2 separate regions of the Triticum aestivum genome follow, and region 2 is linked to region 1. A link is a contact called in public Hi-C data. All regions are on one chromosome and are shown on one strand. Each heading gives the region's core, a stretch centred on a gene start, on an enhancer-like site or on the middle of the called end of the contact. The rest is flanking DNA. Distances are from core to core; before and after follow the strand shown.

Region 1 (7,695 bases), core at 2,246-4,745:
TCTCAAACGTCCGGGCGGACGGCCCGGTCGCGAAAATTTGATTCAGGCGGGCGCCTCAAAACGCCTGGGCTGACCGGCATCTCTCATATTCAGTCCAAACGTGACGTGGATGTGGAAGCGTCCGGGCGCGTCCATCATGTCGGACCGGCCGACGATTATTCCTCTCCATCCGCTCGCCGGACCAAACCCTACCCACTTCACTCCACACCCCTCCGCCACCCAAGCTCCCATCCAGCAATCTCCGGCGTGGCGGACAGCGGATCCATATCCTTCACCTCCAGACCTATCGACCCCGAGCTCATCCCACGCGGCCCCGAGGAGAAGATGGCCGTCCGGCTTGCGCTCCGTCGCTCCCGAGAGGAGGCCCGTGCGAGGCAGCGCGCGGACTCCTTCCGTCGGGAATCCATTGCATACGCCCAAATGGCGCATGGATCCGGCGCTAGGTGTACCGTTGTTGCCTCATCGGAAGCTGTGTGGTTCGTCTGGCATCCGAACGCGGTGGCGGTCGCACAAAACATTGACGCGCGATGCAGCAAGACTCATCGTGGGCGTTATCTGATGCAAACATGGCGCAACTTGTCCTCCATGCGAGGCAGCGGGCACGGGAGGGGACGACAGGCCTCGTGGCGGTGGACGTCGGTGAGGCGGAGTCGCATTCTCCGGCGCCCCGTGTCGCTGGCTCGTCCCACGACGGATCCATCATCAATCTGACGTCCACCGGCACCGTCAGGGTTCCGGCTCCGACGAGAAATAGTAGGGCATGGGAGACGATGGCGCCTTGAGTCCCGTGAGCTGGCTCGTGTCCCGTGAGCTATGAGAGCGTAGCTGGCGGCCGGACATGATCACGACAGAGCCAGACAAGCTCCGCTTAAAAATCGGTTTACGTTGCATGTAATAATATGAATTTGAGATATCCCAAATTTGGAACGTGCTATTTGAGGCGTGACTAGTCAGTACGCAAACCCGGCCGGCAGGTCCGCGAGTGTTTGAGTGGTCGGATTAGTCAGGTCCGGCTGCAGATGATCTTAGGCCTTAGGCTGGAGTTGGAGTTGGAGGACCCCCGGTTTAAAGCAATCAGTTACAGGTGCCTGCTACTCCTGCTTCCAAGCTTTGCCGTTTGGGCAGCTTGTTGGAGCACCCAGCCAGATATATGTGTTGCGATAAATCTGGAAATTCGAGTTTACATGTAAAGGAAATGTCGAGTCCTCGACTTCATTTTCGTTTCCAGCAAGGACGAAGAGAACCTCAAAACTGCGATTGAAGCTCATAGGTCAATTTGTTGTTTCTGACATTGATGTCTCAAACAATATTGGCCTTCTGCCACCACAAGCAGTTACCCAGAACATGTATGCAGATGCATAGATAAGCTACAGGTCGATGCGAAAGTCTATCCCTCGTCAAGAAACAAACCCTTTATATATATAGCAGAACCAAACCCTTTCAGCTGTCCTTCATATCCACATCCACTTCATCCTCTGGCTTCGCATCCACTTCATCCTCTGGCTTCATATCCACCTCATCCTTTGGCTTTGCAGGTGGTGCTGGAAAAATCTCGTTTACAAGAGCCACAAGTTCCTTGGCACGGTCCTCTTCATCCTGCGGCACTCCTCGCTCGTCCTTGCAAAATCTTTTCCCACACTCCTCCACCATCTGCAATGGACAATGGACCAAATTAGATGAATGAGGTCTTAACCTAAAACCTCGAGAAGGTGGGAGGTGAGCCAACAAAACAGCTGTGGTACTTGTTTGTGAACAGATGACGGACTACAACACCCAACGATTCTCTCAAAATCTCTGGACAAGAAAACCAATTTCATTCTGTGATAGCGTAATGTTTTATAACAGGGATCAACGAGTGGCTTAAGGTCTTACAGTAGTTTGGTACCCAAAACATTTGCCAATAAGATTTTGCATGCACATCTATACATGCGAAAGTACAGGAACACACCCAAGCCCAAAGAACAGAGCTCATCTATATTCTATACTAGTTTAATTCAACGATTAAAGATAAACAGATGACCTACAGATGCCAGAATCCATATATAATAATAAACATCCAACGTTGAGATAACTTAGATTTCTTAGCGATAAATCAGGTAGATATGTAACCACACATTTCTGAAAAATGCATCATTGCTACCAAAATATATTTGCACCACTATTTCAGAAATCAGTCAAAGCTGGCCAATGTTGAGTCTTGAGTTTAATCTCTCATCACGATGAGGGATAAGAAAACTAAATATCATAACAAAAGACACTTCTATTCAAGATGTCACAAATGGTCCAAAGTATCAGTATATTATATCTACATATCTTGGTTTGTGCCCCTATCAGCTAACGTAGATAGCATACTAACGGGAATCTTAAGATCAGCAAAATAAACATGGCAATACCGCATAAACATCAGCTGCTGAGGTTGGCCTCCAATTGATTATGTTTTGCTTGTCAGCATCAGTAAGCTTGAAACCCTCACATGTGCTTGCAAATTCAGTAACTGATTCCCTTGTCTGATTGCAAGCAGGAGTTTTCAGGAGGTACTCGTATACCTGTTTGTCACAACAATAAACATGGGACCAGTTTAAGCATAAAAAAGGGACACGTATCAAACAAGGTTATTGAGCATACACATTGGGTCAAGCACCAGAGAAACAACATATACCTTACACTCTGATGCAGCAACGGCCCCCAAACATCCCATCGGATCAGTTTTTGCACCTCTTTTCCGTAAGAAGTCGAGAACTTCGAAGTTGGTGAGATGTCCTGCATTTGCTTTCTCACTACAGAACAATAAAGAGCTTTGGATATTCAGAACTCCAGATTACAAAGACAGCTGATAGATAATGAAGATTCAGATTTTAAATTATTCAGCGTCTAGCTATGAAGATCGAGAACTGGGACTAAACACTAACGCGAAACAGAACTAGGATAGGACAATATGTCAGTCCCAGCAATTTATCTGCATAAATTCCCAATCAAACCAACTAATTCCTCTGCGATAGGATCATCGCTCAGGGACCATTATGTACTAAACTTAGTTTTGCAAGGGATTGCACAACAGAGAGAGCAGTTTACAGCTACGAGATTGCCATGGCACTGAAATTTTAAACAGCAAATGAGTACTGACATCTTCATCGTCGCCACTGCCGGTGCGGACGGGAGCACAATAGATAGATCGATGCAGTATTGGGGCTGGACTGCACTGGGGCGGCGCAAATTCAACCGACGAGTGTCTCGTTCCGCGTGCTGAGGGGCGGCGGCGTCGTGGTCTTGGTCAGGGAGGCGACGTGGTTGGTTTCGACGGCGGTGACTGGCAGGAGGTCGGAGAACGATGGCGCGATGGTCAGGGGACGCAGGGTGGCAGCGCGCTCAGGGGCGTTGGGGAGGCTGTGGCTGGTTAGCGGGAGGGTGGTGGCGGTGTCTCGCGAGCCGGAGCTGGAGGTTGGCGGCGGGGGTGTGCGAACGAAAGAGGGCTGGGCTAGGTTAGCAATTCGCTTGGGGAAGACGAGGAAGAAGGGCCAAAGGTGGCCAAATGGGCTGGTCAAGGCGTGCCAGCCCCATAGCCCGCGTGCCCGGCTGGCCCGAGGCCCGGCACACATATAATCGGGCTGTGCCGGCATCGTGGCCCGCGGCCATGCCTCTCGCGGACCAACGTGCCGGCATGACCTGATAAATTCTACGCGGACCAACGTGGCTGCTGCCGGGGCGGCCCGCATAATATGGGGGCGTGCCTGGGCCACATGAGGCTAGGCATGTGTCGGTGAACTTTAATCATAGATCTCATCCTTTTCATCCATGGCTCGTTTTTCACCTAGTGATGGCGGCTGCAGGTACGATATTACGAAGAGAAGATGAGACTGTGATCTTTGTAGCATACCAACTTATATTCAACTGTAAGAGCAACTCCAACGGGCCGACCTAAACGGACGACGATTTTGTCCGTTTGGGTCGGCCGCCCGCCCGGCGTCCGCACTATTTTAGATTTGCGTCGATAGTGCGCCCAACGCGTCGACCCACATGTGACGGCGTGGCCGGCTGGCCGTCCTATTTCAGCAAATAGCTCATTTTTGCATTGCTTTTGCATTCAAACATACACTAGTAGAAAAATGGCCTAACGTGAATATATTAGTCCCGCTTTGTAGTTGAACCGGCACTAATGTGACCATTAGTGCCGGTTCAAACGGCTAGGCGGGCGGCACTCATTAGTACCGGTTCATGGTGAACGTTTAGTACCGGTTCATACCACGAACCGGTACTAAAGAGGCTGTGGCAGGCTGTTGGCGGGCTGGGGCCCCACCAACCCCTTTAGTACCGGTTCATGCCACCAACCGGTACTAAAGTTTCTTAGTTGATTCACCGTGCAACGGTTTTTTAGTCCCACCTCGCTCCGCTAACAGGGTTTTACCACCTTAAATATGTTACTTCTCATACTATCACAACTACTTGGTCTTCATTGAACTCAATGTGTAGGATCTGTGGATGCAATAAACCGGGGAAGATTCCTATTGACAATTCAGATTCTACACAAAAAGATGATTGACGATCAATGTATTTTTGATGTATATTTTTACATGTTTACACGGACGAAAACTCATCTGTTACACCGGCACTTCATTTGCGTTCAGTATGCACCATTCAAAGCCACGTCATCAACTTTCAACCCTTTCTCACATCATTTGCTATTTTTCATGCATTTACTGATTTGTTTTGAGCTAAATGACCCTGAAATTGAAAAGCACTACAAATGAACTCTGAAAAGGTTGAAATTTGGCATGGTATCATCATTTCACCCACATAGCATGTGCAAAAAAGTAGAGAGGGTTACAGCAAAAACTGCATGCACTTCGTGTACAAGCTGGACACTCTCTTTCGAAGTATGAGGATTTCGGATGAAAACTCATCTATTAAAAAGGCACTTCATTTTTTAAACTTATTACAACTCCAGACTTTTTGTGCGTTCATTATGCACCATTCAAAGCCACGTCGTCAACTTTCAACCCTTTGTGCCTTCATTTGCTGTTTTTCATGCATTTACTGATTTGTTTTGAACTAAATGACCCTGAAATTGAAAAGCACTACAAATGAACCCTAAAAAGGTTGAAACTTGGCATGGTATCATCATTTCACCTACATAGCACGTATAAAAAAATAGAGAGGGTTACGGCAAAAACTGGATGCACTTCGTGTACGAACTGGACAATCTCTTTCGGAGTATCAGGGTTTCGGACGAAAACTCATCTGTTACAAAGGCACTTCATTTTTTTAAACTTATTACAACTCCAGACTTTTTGTGCGTTCATTATGCACCATTCAAAGCCACGTCGTCAACTTTCAACCCTTTGTGCCTTCATTTGCTATTTTCATGCATTTACTGATTTGTTTTGAGCTAAATGACCCTGAAATTGAAAAACACTACAAATGAACTCTGAAAAGGTTCAAACTTGGCATGGTATCATCATTTCACCCACATAGCATGTGCAAAAAAGTAGAGAGGGTTACGGCAAAAACTGGATGCACTTCGTGTACAAACTGGACACTCTCTTTCGAAGTATCAGGGTTTCGGACGAAAACTCATCTGTTACAAAAGGCACTTCATTTTTTTAAACTTATTACAACTCCAGACTTTTGTGCGTTCATTATGCACCATTCAAAGCCACGCCGTCAACTTTCAACCCTTTGTGCCTTCATTTGCTATTTTCATGCATTTACTGATTTGTTTTGAGCTAAATGACCCTGAAATTGAAAAGCACTACAAATGAACTCTCAAAAGGTTGAAACTTGGCATGGTATCATCATCTCACCCACATAGCATGTGCAAAAAAGTAGAGAGGGTTACGGCAAAAACTGGATGCACTTCGTGTACAACTTGGACACTCTCTTTCGAAGTATCAGGGTTTCGGACGAAAACTCATCTGTTACAAAAGGCACTTCATTTTTTTAAACTTATTACAACTCCAGACTTTTTATGTGTTCATTATGCACCATTCAAAGCCACGTCTTCAATTTTCAACCCTTTGTGCCTTCATTTGGTATTTTTCATGCATTTACTGATTTGTTTTGAGCTAAATGACCCTGAAATTCAAAAGCACTACAAATGAACTCTAAAAAGGTTGAAACTTGGCATGGTATCATCATTTCGCCCATATAGCAGGTGCAAAAAACTAGAGAGGGTTACGGCAAAAACTGGATGCACTTTGTGTACAAACTGGACAATCTCTTTCGAAGTATCAGGGTTTCGGACGAAAACTCATCTGTTACAAAGGCACTTCATTTTTTTAAACTTACAACTCCAGACTTTTTATGCGTTCATTATGCACCATTCAAAGCCACGTCGTCAACTTTCAACCATTTGTGCCTTCATTTGTTATTTTTCATGCATTTACTGATTTGTTTTGAGCTAAATGGCCCTGAAATTGAAAAACACTACAAATGAACTCTGAAAAGGTTGAAACTTGGCATGGTATCATCATTTCACCCATATAGCACGTGCAAAAAAGTAAAGAGGGTTACGGCAAAAACTGGATGCACTTCGTGTACGAACTGGACAATCTCTTTCGAAGTATCAGTGTTTCGGACGAAAACTCATCTGTTACAAAGGCACTTCATTTTTTTAAACTTATTACAACTCCAGACTTTTTGTGCGTTCATTATGCACCATTCAAAGCCACGTCATCAACTTTCAACCCTTTGTGCCTTCATTTGCTATTTTTCATGCATTTACTAATTTATTTGGAGCTAAATGACCCTGAAATTGAAAAGCACTACAAATGAATCTCTGAAAAGGTTGAAACTTGGCATGGTATCATCATTTCACCCACATAGCACGTGCAAAAAACTAGAGAGGGTTACGGCAAAAACTGGATGCACTTCGTGTAGAAACTGGACACTCTCTTTCGAAGTATCAGGGTTTCGGACGAAAACTCATCTGTTACAAAGGCACTTCATTTTTTAAAACTTATTACAACTCCAGACTTTTTATGCGTTCATTATGCACCATTCAAAGCCACGCCGTCAATTTTCAACCCTTTGTGCCTTCATTTGGTATTTTTCATGCATTTACTGATTTGTTTTGAGCTAAATGATCCTGAAATTGAAAAGCAGTACAAATGAACTCTGAAAAAGTTGAAACTTGGCATGGTATCATCATTTCACCCACATAGCATGTGCAAAAAACTAGAGAGGGTTATGACAAAAACTGGATGCACTTCATGTACAAACTGGACACTCTCTTTCGAAGTATCTGAGTTTCGGCTGAAAACTCATCTGTTACAAAGGCAGTTCATTTTTTTAAACTTTATTACAACTCCAGACTTTTTGTGCGTTCATTATGCACCATTCAAAGCCACGTCGTCAACTTCATTTGCTATTTTTCATGCATTTACTGATTTGTGATTCACAAACTAGTGATTCACACAAATTTATTTATAAAGTTAAGTTATTCAAAAACTAGTGATTCACACAAATTTCAAATAATTCAAATTTAAACTATTCAAATTTTAAAACTACTGGCAGTAACAGAAACTTTGTAATTTTTTGTACCTAGAGCAAAAATATTCACAAAGAAACTCTAAATACAGCAAAAAACTACTCAAAAATAAATAGAAGAAAATAAATAAAGCAGAAAAGAAAAAAAAAACTATATAAAAAAATGTTTGCGCGCTGCCCAGTGGGCCTGCTTGGCCTTTGGCGTGGATATGC
Region 2 (7,695 bases), core at 3,746-6,245, 190 kb before region 1:
AAACCGGCATACCAGCATGACCACCTCAAACGGGTGATGATCGCTGGCTTCCGTTCAGCCAAGAGCCTTATTAAGCTTGTAATCCACATCCTTGAGAGCGCTCCTTCGCTGGAGTGTCTCACGCTGGATACGACCCCTGGTGGCCATGGTAGGAAGCTTGGTGATACAAGCATATGCAGTGCTGCAAGAATGTGGGGTAAATGTTGTTATATGAGTGAGAGAGCTCTTGAAGAGGCTAACAGAGCTGTTGAGGCTGCGAGTAGATACATCATTGGGAGAGTTCCATCAACTGTTGAATTTGAGGTCCTTGAGCCCTGTAGGCAATGCCGTACTGGCAACCAGTAGATGGATGCTTGTGTGGTTTGTCCTAGTTAACATGCAAGTTTGGGCCAGTGGTCCGGTTCAAGCGGCTCATTAGATATTTGCATATAGTTAAATAAAAGTAAATTCACTTTAACCCTCAAGTCTGAAAGCTTGGCTGATTGATCCTCAACTATGAAACCATACACCTGACCCTCCAAAGTTTTAGTTTAAAAACAATGCACATAACTCCAAGGTGGTTTTGGAAGGCAGATCTGCCACGGTGGCAATGTTTGGCATATGTTAAGCTGCAGCGATGATAAAATACCAGCTTCATTGCCATGTCACAAGGTTTCTTCTCCCTCTTTATATAGTACATGTAATGCCATATGGACTGCCTTTATGGCAAAACCATTGTGCAAATTCGTCCTGGGGGATTATGCGCAGTGGTTTTGAAAGATTTGGAGGGTCACATGTCCAATTTATAGTTGAGAATGTTGGTGAGCCATATCCCGAACTTGAGAGGGTTAAGTGAATTTTTTTTGATAAATTTTTTCATTACAAATATGAAGTCATACATCATCTGCACTGGCTATATTACAATCTCATAATGCATCACCGAAGCAATAAAGCAACTGATTAAAAAAGGACGATGATAACTGCCACACGTGTGGGCGTTAAGGGGGTCTGCCCACACGTTTTGTGTGGTGTCTAAGAGGACCAGTCCACATGCCTATGTGTGGGCAAAACAACTAGCGCCCACACGCCTTTTTTTCCTTGCGGTCCCTCTCATATGCCTACGTGTGGGCAAAATGCATAACGCCCACACGACCTCTCTCAGCCACCTACCTCACGGTCCCGCACGCCCCGCGTGACAGTCACCATGCGTCCCCGCAGTTGCCATGGCCCGGACCCTCTTGAATGTCCGTTTAACTGCAGTTGCCATGTCGCTAAACTACAGTTGCCATGGTTGCTCAACTGCAGTTGCCATCTCAGATCAAGTGCCAGATGCCATTTTGGACAACTGAAGCTGTTGCCATGTATGGTCTGGTTTATCATAGTTGCCATGATTTGAAAACTTTAGAGGTTGCCACCTACTAACACTAAGCAGTTGCCATGTATGGTCCGGTTTACTATAGTTGCCATGATTTGAAAACCTTAGGAGTTGCCACCTACTAACACTAGGCAGTTACCGTGTAGCGCTACAAAGAGGACATGGCAAAACAACATGTTCGGGTAAAAAGAGAGTTGCCATCTGCTTACAAGCACACTAGGGCAATTGCCGTGTACCCTGCAAAACACATGGCAACTGACATGTTCGGGTAAAAAAAAGAGTTGCCATCTGCTACACTAGGGCAGTTGCCATGTACACTGCAAAACGCATGGCAACTGGCAGCTTGGGTGTGGGAGAGGAGACGGGCGTGTGAGCGAGATGGCAAATGCCCACACACCAGCCCTTGTGCGTGAGTGAAAACTGACGTGTGGGCGAACTGCTAAACGCCGACACACCGGCCCCTCCGTGTGGTGAAACGGACGTGTGGGCGACCGGGTGAATGCCCACACACCAGCCCAGTCTTACGTGACACCACAATCATGCCAAGATTCGTGCACCCCAAACAGACGCGGATCCACGCGTGTGGACAAGATGCAAACGCCCACACGTCTGTTAAAAAAGAAAACAACATGCACCCCCTCGTATCTAAAAGCATCTACAGCCGGGCGCCTCATACGTCCGGGCGGACTGACCGGTCACGAAATTTCGCTAGACAACCTCCTTAAACGGGCCTCAAATGTCTAGGCTAACTGACACCCCTCACATCCAGCCCAAATATGGGGCGGATATGGGTGGCGCCCGGACACGCCGGCCACGTCGGACCCGATAGTCCGACTCCATCGCAAATTGCACCAAATCCCCCCTTCCCCCGCGAGAGCTGCTAGATCCATTTGCTCTCTCCTCTCTTCTTCCTCCTCTGTGTCGTCCGTCTCGCAGCTCCGCTGCTGTGCCCGTTCCATAGGTGTTCCTAGCCACTGCGCCCCTAGCTCCGGCAGAGCAGTCCTCTCTCCCATCCTCGTCGTGGGGGACGTCGTCGCCGGCCCGGACGCCACCGCGGCGACAACTCTCTGGCTCCGCATTGCGCTTGATATGTTCGACACATTGTCTGACCGGATTTTTTGTGATTTTATTAGGGAAATCGATGGATTCTGATGCTTCGTCCGACGAGGAGTATGGACCGACAGAGCTTGATCAAATGATTCAAGATGAGTTCTTCGATTCCTCGGATTCAGATAAAGAAGTGGACATGATCATGCTCATGAGCATGCAAGAGGAAACGGACCGGCAAGTGGAGCATATTCTCAAGTTCAAGGGCACAATCAAAGGGAGAAGAGTGGTAAAGGGAGAAGAGTTGTCCGGAGCAAAGCTACTGCACAGGGACTACTTTGCTCCCAAGCCTATTTTCCTGGATGATCCATGATTTCGTCGCCGTTTTCGCATGCGAAAACCATTGTTTTTGCGCATTGTGGAGCGAGTGGAGGCACACGATGACTACTTCAAACTCACAAGGGATTGTTGCGGACAACTGTCTTTCTCTGCCAAGCAGAAGTGCACGTCTGCTCTGAGGATGCTTGCACTTGGTACTGCTGCAAATGTCATTGGTGAGATGGTCAGGATGAGGGAGAGCACATGCCTGAAGACTACGGTCAAGTTTGCCGCGCCGTGGCGGAGGTGTTTGGACCTGAGTATCTTATAGAACCAAATGCGCAGGACAAGAAGTTGTTGGCTATTGGAGATGCCAGGGGTTTCCAGGAATGATCGGATCAATTGATTGCATGCATTTGGCAATGAAAGAACTGCCCCAAAGTTTTGTGGGGAATGTATCAAGGTCACACCAAAGAGGCCACCATCATACTAGAAGCGGTGGCATCGCATGACTTATGGCTTTAGCATGCTTTCTTTGAAATATCGGGTTCTCACAACGACGTCAACGTGCTTCAGCAATCTCCGATGTTCAGGAGGCTTTGCAATTGGGAATCACCGCCGTGCAACTACGCTGTCAACGGCCGATACTGCAACATGGGATACTATCTTGTCGATGACATCTATTCTCAGTGGGCGGCGTTTGTGCTATGGAGGTTACCTCTCGCTAGGGACCTTCAGGGGTCACTTTTAGTGGCTTGGGAGCATGCCAAGTGGTGTGTCCAACCACCACCACATGTGGCGTGCTGGGCGCTCCCTCTTGATTTTTTTAAAATTTTTCAATACGCGTTTTCGGATTTAAGATCGGTTTTTCTAGGCTTTTTGGGCTTTTTGGTTTTCACCTGGTTTTTCCTAGGGCTTGGAGAAAACAATTGCGTGAACTTTTTTTGCGCGGGTAAAAATATGCCTCCACGAGAAACACATATTTGCTTCTTATGGAAGCACAGAGTTGTGCTTCTTGAAAAAGGGAACAAAAATTATACTTCCACAAGAAGTATAGATTTGCTTCCGCGAGAAGCACAACTGTGCTTCTCGAAAAGAAAAAAAAAGTGCTTTTCCGAGAAGCACATAGAGGCACGGATTTACTTCCACGAGAAGCGACACTGTACTTCTCGGAAATGAAAAATATGTGTGTCCACGAGAAGCGACACTGTACTTCTCGGAAATGAAAAATATGTGTGTCCACGAGAAGCACAAATTTGCTTCTAGTGGAGACATAGATCTGTACTTCTCAAAAACAAAAACAAAAATTGTGCTTCTCGAAAATGATATTTTTTGAAAAAACACAACTGTATTTCTGCCTTCGTTTTTTTGTCATTCATTTTTTGGTTGCCGGTTTATTTGTTTTCGTTTTTTATCGGATTTTTTGGTATTTGTCTTTTTCCTTTTATAAGAAATTTAGTTAAAACCTATTATCATGTGATCTACTCCCCCGTTTCTAAATATTTGTCTTTTTAGAGATTGCAAATGGACTACAGCATACGGATGTATATAGATATATTTTAGAGTGTAGATTCACTCATTTTGCTCCGTATGTACTCATTTGTTGAAATCTCTAAAAAGACAAATAGGGTCTTTCTAGAGATTTCAACAAATGACTACATACGGAGCAAAATAAATGAATCTACATTCTAATATGTCTATATACATCCATATGTGATAGTCCATTTGAAATCTCTAGGAAAACAAATATTTAGGAACGGAGGGAGTATTTAGGAACGGAGTGATTTCGTGTAAATAGGGAATTCCCTTTCTTTAACCGAGTGGAACAGCCATGCTCTTTCTTTAGACTAGTCACAATGGGTAGTAACATAGAGTAGTAACATGGGCATGTTACTGTTCTATGTTACTACCTCTATAGTGGGAAGTAACATATGTGTGGTAACATGCAACACTTCATTTATTAGGCTATAGACTCATCTTGCCTTGATATGTGTGATGTTTACTCATACTAGTAATAACTAGCTATGTTACCACATGCCTCTCTTTCTTCATTTATTACTTGCCACATCATTTATTTTATCTAAATATATGTGATGTTACTAACTATGTTACTCCATCATGGGTAGTCTAACCGAGTGTTCAGGCCCAATACATGTGCACTCTCATGCACATTACAGCCCATTTTCCCAAATTGCTGAGCCTGTGTATCAGGCAGACCTACGGGGCCCACGTGTGAATAACAACCCGAGATATTTTCACCCTTGCTGTTCTTATCTCTCTCCGCCACTCGTGCAACGCTCGTCGCCGCCCGTCAGCTCCGGCCACTGCCACCCTCCTCCGTGCCCGCGACCTACCCAATAGTTTCTCCGCTGGGCTCGGCAGTAGCGCTCCCTGCGTACGGACGGGCGCGAGGAGACGGCGGCTCGGTCTCTCCCTGCGCACTTCCGCCCCGGCCCTTCTCTTCTTCCTTTGCCGGCGCCGCTGCCGCCCTTCCTCCGCCACCGGCATCGTCTGCTCCTCCTCCCTATCCGGGTAACCGAAGCAGCAGTATCTGCTGAATTTAGCAGCGCTCTTTTTGGGTGCTGGTTTGTATCATGGAGATACTTAACTGTAAGGGTAGGTTCTCATTGCCAAGCAATAATCCTCATTGCCTTCCACAGCTCCACTGCCTTTTCAATATCCTAACTCTTACATTATTGTCAGAATTGTGTATAATTGAGTCTAAAGTTCACCTTTGAATCTTCAATTCAGGCGTTCGTTTTAGCTTGACAGGCATCAATGGAACCAGGGCCAACCAGTTAGTAAAGGTATCGATTCCTTGCTCTCGCTGTACAATCATTTCCCAGTCAATCACAGGACAGCCAAGAGGCTTGAATGGATTCTTATGTCATCTGGAGGTTAGCCAATTGAGTATATGAAGTGCCCTCCAACCATTCTAGGTAGTCAAAATGGATGTTTATGATGCTGCGTTGCTCGTATGAATGGTAATCATTAGAAGTGGGGTTGCTGTTCCATAGCAAAACTTTTTCAGTACCCGTGCTGCGCTTTAACTCCCATGCCTTTCTCTAGCTTATTGATTGGCAAATTGCTGTAACATTAAAGACAAATACAAGTATATCATCTCTATACACCCAGCTAGGAACAAAAATTATTCAGATTCGTAGGGCCTATCATTTTTCAGTTGTGGATATCTTATGCAGCCAGGCCTGCTGCAGTGCCATTTTACATTGAATTTGAGATCCCCTTTCAGTCTACACCATTATTCCTGTGATTACATTCTGGCAGATAACTACTATTGACGGCCCGTTGGTTTGTTTTACTGTCATTTTGGTTTCGGTAGAATGCTTGAAAAGAATTTGTGATGGAGTGCTGCCGCAGTGGAAGAATTTTACGCTCACTCTCTGTTTGCAAACACTGTTTATGCTTATCCCTTTTGTTTACAACTTGTCACAGATAGGATCCCAACCTCAACGGGTTGGCCAGGCAAGGTCAGTAACATGCTGTGAGTACTCTCCTGATCCTGCTAGCAAGAGGCATGAGAGGTATCAGCAACAACCGCAAAATGTTGATCTCCCAGAATTACACCCGAAGAACAAAAAGAAGCCCTTTCCTGTCCCAATTAAAAAGATGCTTCAAGCTTCCCGCAAAGATAAGAGGCTTGCACAGATGAGGATAGAGAAGCCTCTTGAGCCCCCAAAGAACGGTTTGCTTTTACCAGAGCTTGTGCCTGTTGCCTACGAAGTCCTTGATACCTGGAAAGTGCTCATCAGAGGCATCTCTCAACTTCTGAATGTTGTTACAGTTTATGGTTGCAGGTAAACACTAAATTCTGATCTGTGCCATAAGCTGTTTATACATGCATTAATGTTTCAAGACCCTTGTATAGGCACTTCGATCACTATCATGTGACATGATTCGGCAAATATCTTGTATATTAATATCCGTCTTGTTATTTTGTAGAAAATGCCCTCAAGTCCATGTTGGCCCAGTTGGCCACCAGATACAAGATTGCTATGGTTCAGGAAGCCAGCGTCGAAATAGTCACCACTCTTGGGTCAGAGGATCCATCAACGATGTGCTGCTCCCGATCGAATCTTACCATCTTTTTGACCCATTTGGGCGGAGGGTCAAGCATGACACCAGGTTTGACTTCGACAGGATTCCAGCAATTCTTGAGCTATGCATTCAGGCTGGTGTCGACCTACCACAATATCCCACAAGGAGACGGACTGCTCCAGTGCGGATGATTGGCAAGAAGGTTATTGACCGTGGCGGAGTTGTCGATGAGCCTAAGCCACACCGATCGGAGGACTGTATATCTCTTCTTGCTGAGCTTGACACATTTAGCAACCAACAGGGACAGTCACCCGTGCCAGCCAATGTGAAAGAGCATGCAGAGAGGACACTGAAAGCATACTGCGATGTCCGGCAGGGTGTTGCACAGCTGATGAGCAAGTATACGGTAAAAGCATGCGGGTACTGCTCTGAGGTCCACGTTGGTCCATGGGGACACAATGTGAAGCTCTGTGGGGCTTTCAAGCACCAGTGGCGAGACGGCAAGCACGGGTGGCAGGATGCTGTTGTGGATGAGGTCATACCGCCGAACTATGTGTGGCATGTCCCTGACCCCACTGGCCCTCCTCTCAGATCCTCTCTAAGGAGTTTCTATGGCAAAGCTCCGGCCGTTGTCGAGCTATGTGTGCAGGCGGGAGCTGAAATACCTGCAGAGTACCGGCCAATGATGAGGACTGATATCATCATCCCAGACCCTGATGAAGCTCGGATGGCTGCATGAAAACAATGTTCTGCCCCTGCACTTCTGAAGATGCCCGGAGTCCAAATTCCAGCCAAAGGTGCTTGTTACCCGGATGCCTCATGGTTGGGCCCTGTCATATTGCCTGAGGCAGCAGCAAATGCATAGGTTGTCTTATAATACTAATACAATGCTGAACCATGACCAGACATACTCTCAAAAT

Evidence for each region. A called contact is a pair of places that touch in the nucleus more often than the background predicts.
Region 2: a contact with region 1 is called in a Hi-C map of leaf, with 3 times the contacts expected there. The contact joins the promoter of LOC123054278 here to the promoter of LOC123049813 in region 1. A contact is called at or near these places in 2 of 5 Hi-C or Micro-C datasets (both in leaf).

What each region holds. Positions count from the first base shown.
Region 1 is chr2D:533,598,643-533,606,337 of IWGSC CS RefSeq v2.1, reverse strand. LOC123049813 reads right to left here and starts at 3,495. Exons shown (of 4, transcript XM_044472682.1): 1 at 3,125-3,495; 2 at 2,660-2,777; 3 at 2,394-2,546; 4 at 1,188-1,650. The coding sequence starts at 3,132. The coding sequence ends at 1,441.
Region 2 is chr2D:533,786,214-533,793,908 of IWGSC CS RefSeq v2.1, reverse strand. LOC123054278 (APO protein 1, chloroplastic) reads left to right here and starts at 4,995. Exons shown (of 5, transcript XR_006426092.1): 1 at 4,995-5,335; 2 at 5,471-5,526; 3 at 6,173-6,534; 4 at 6,680-7,695. It overlaps LOC123049814, which reads left to right. Exons shown (of 4, transcript XM_044472683.1): 4 at 1-495. The coding sequence ends at 345.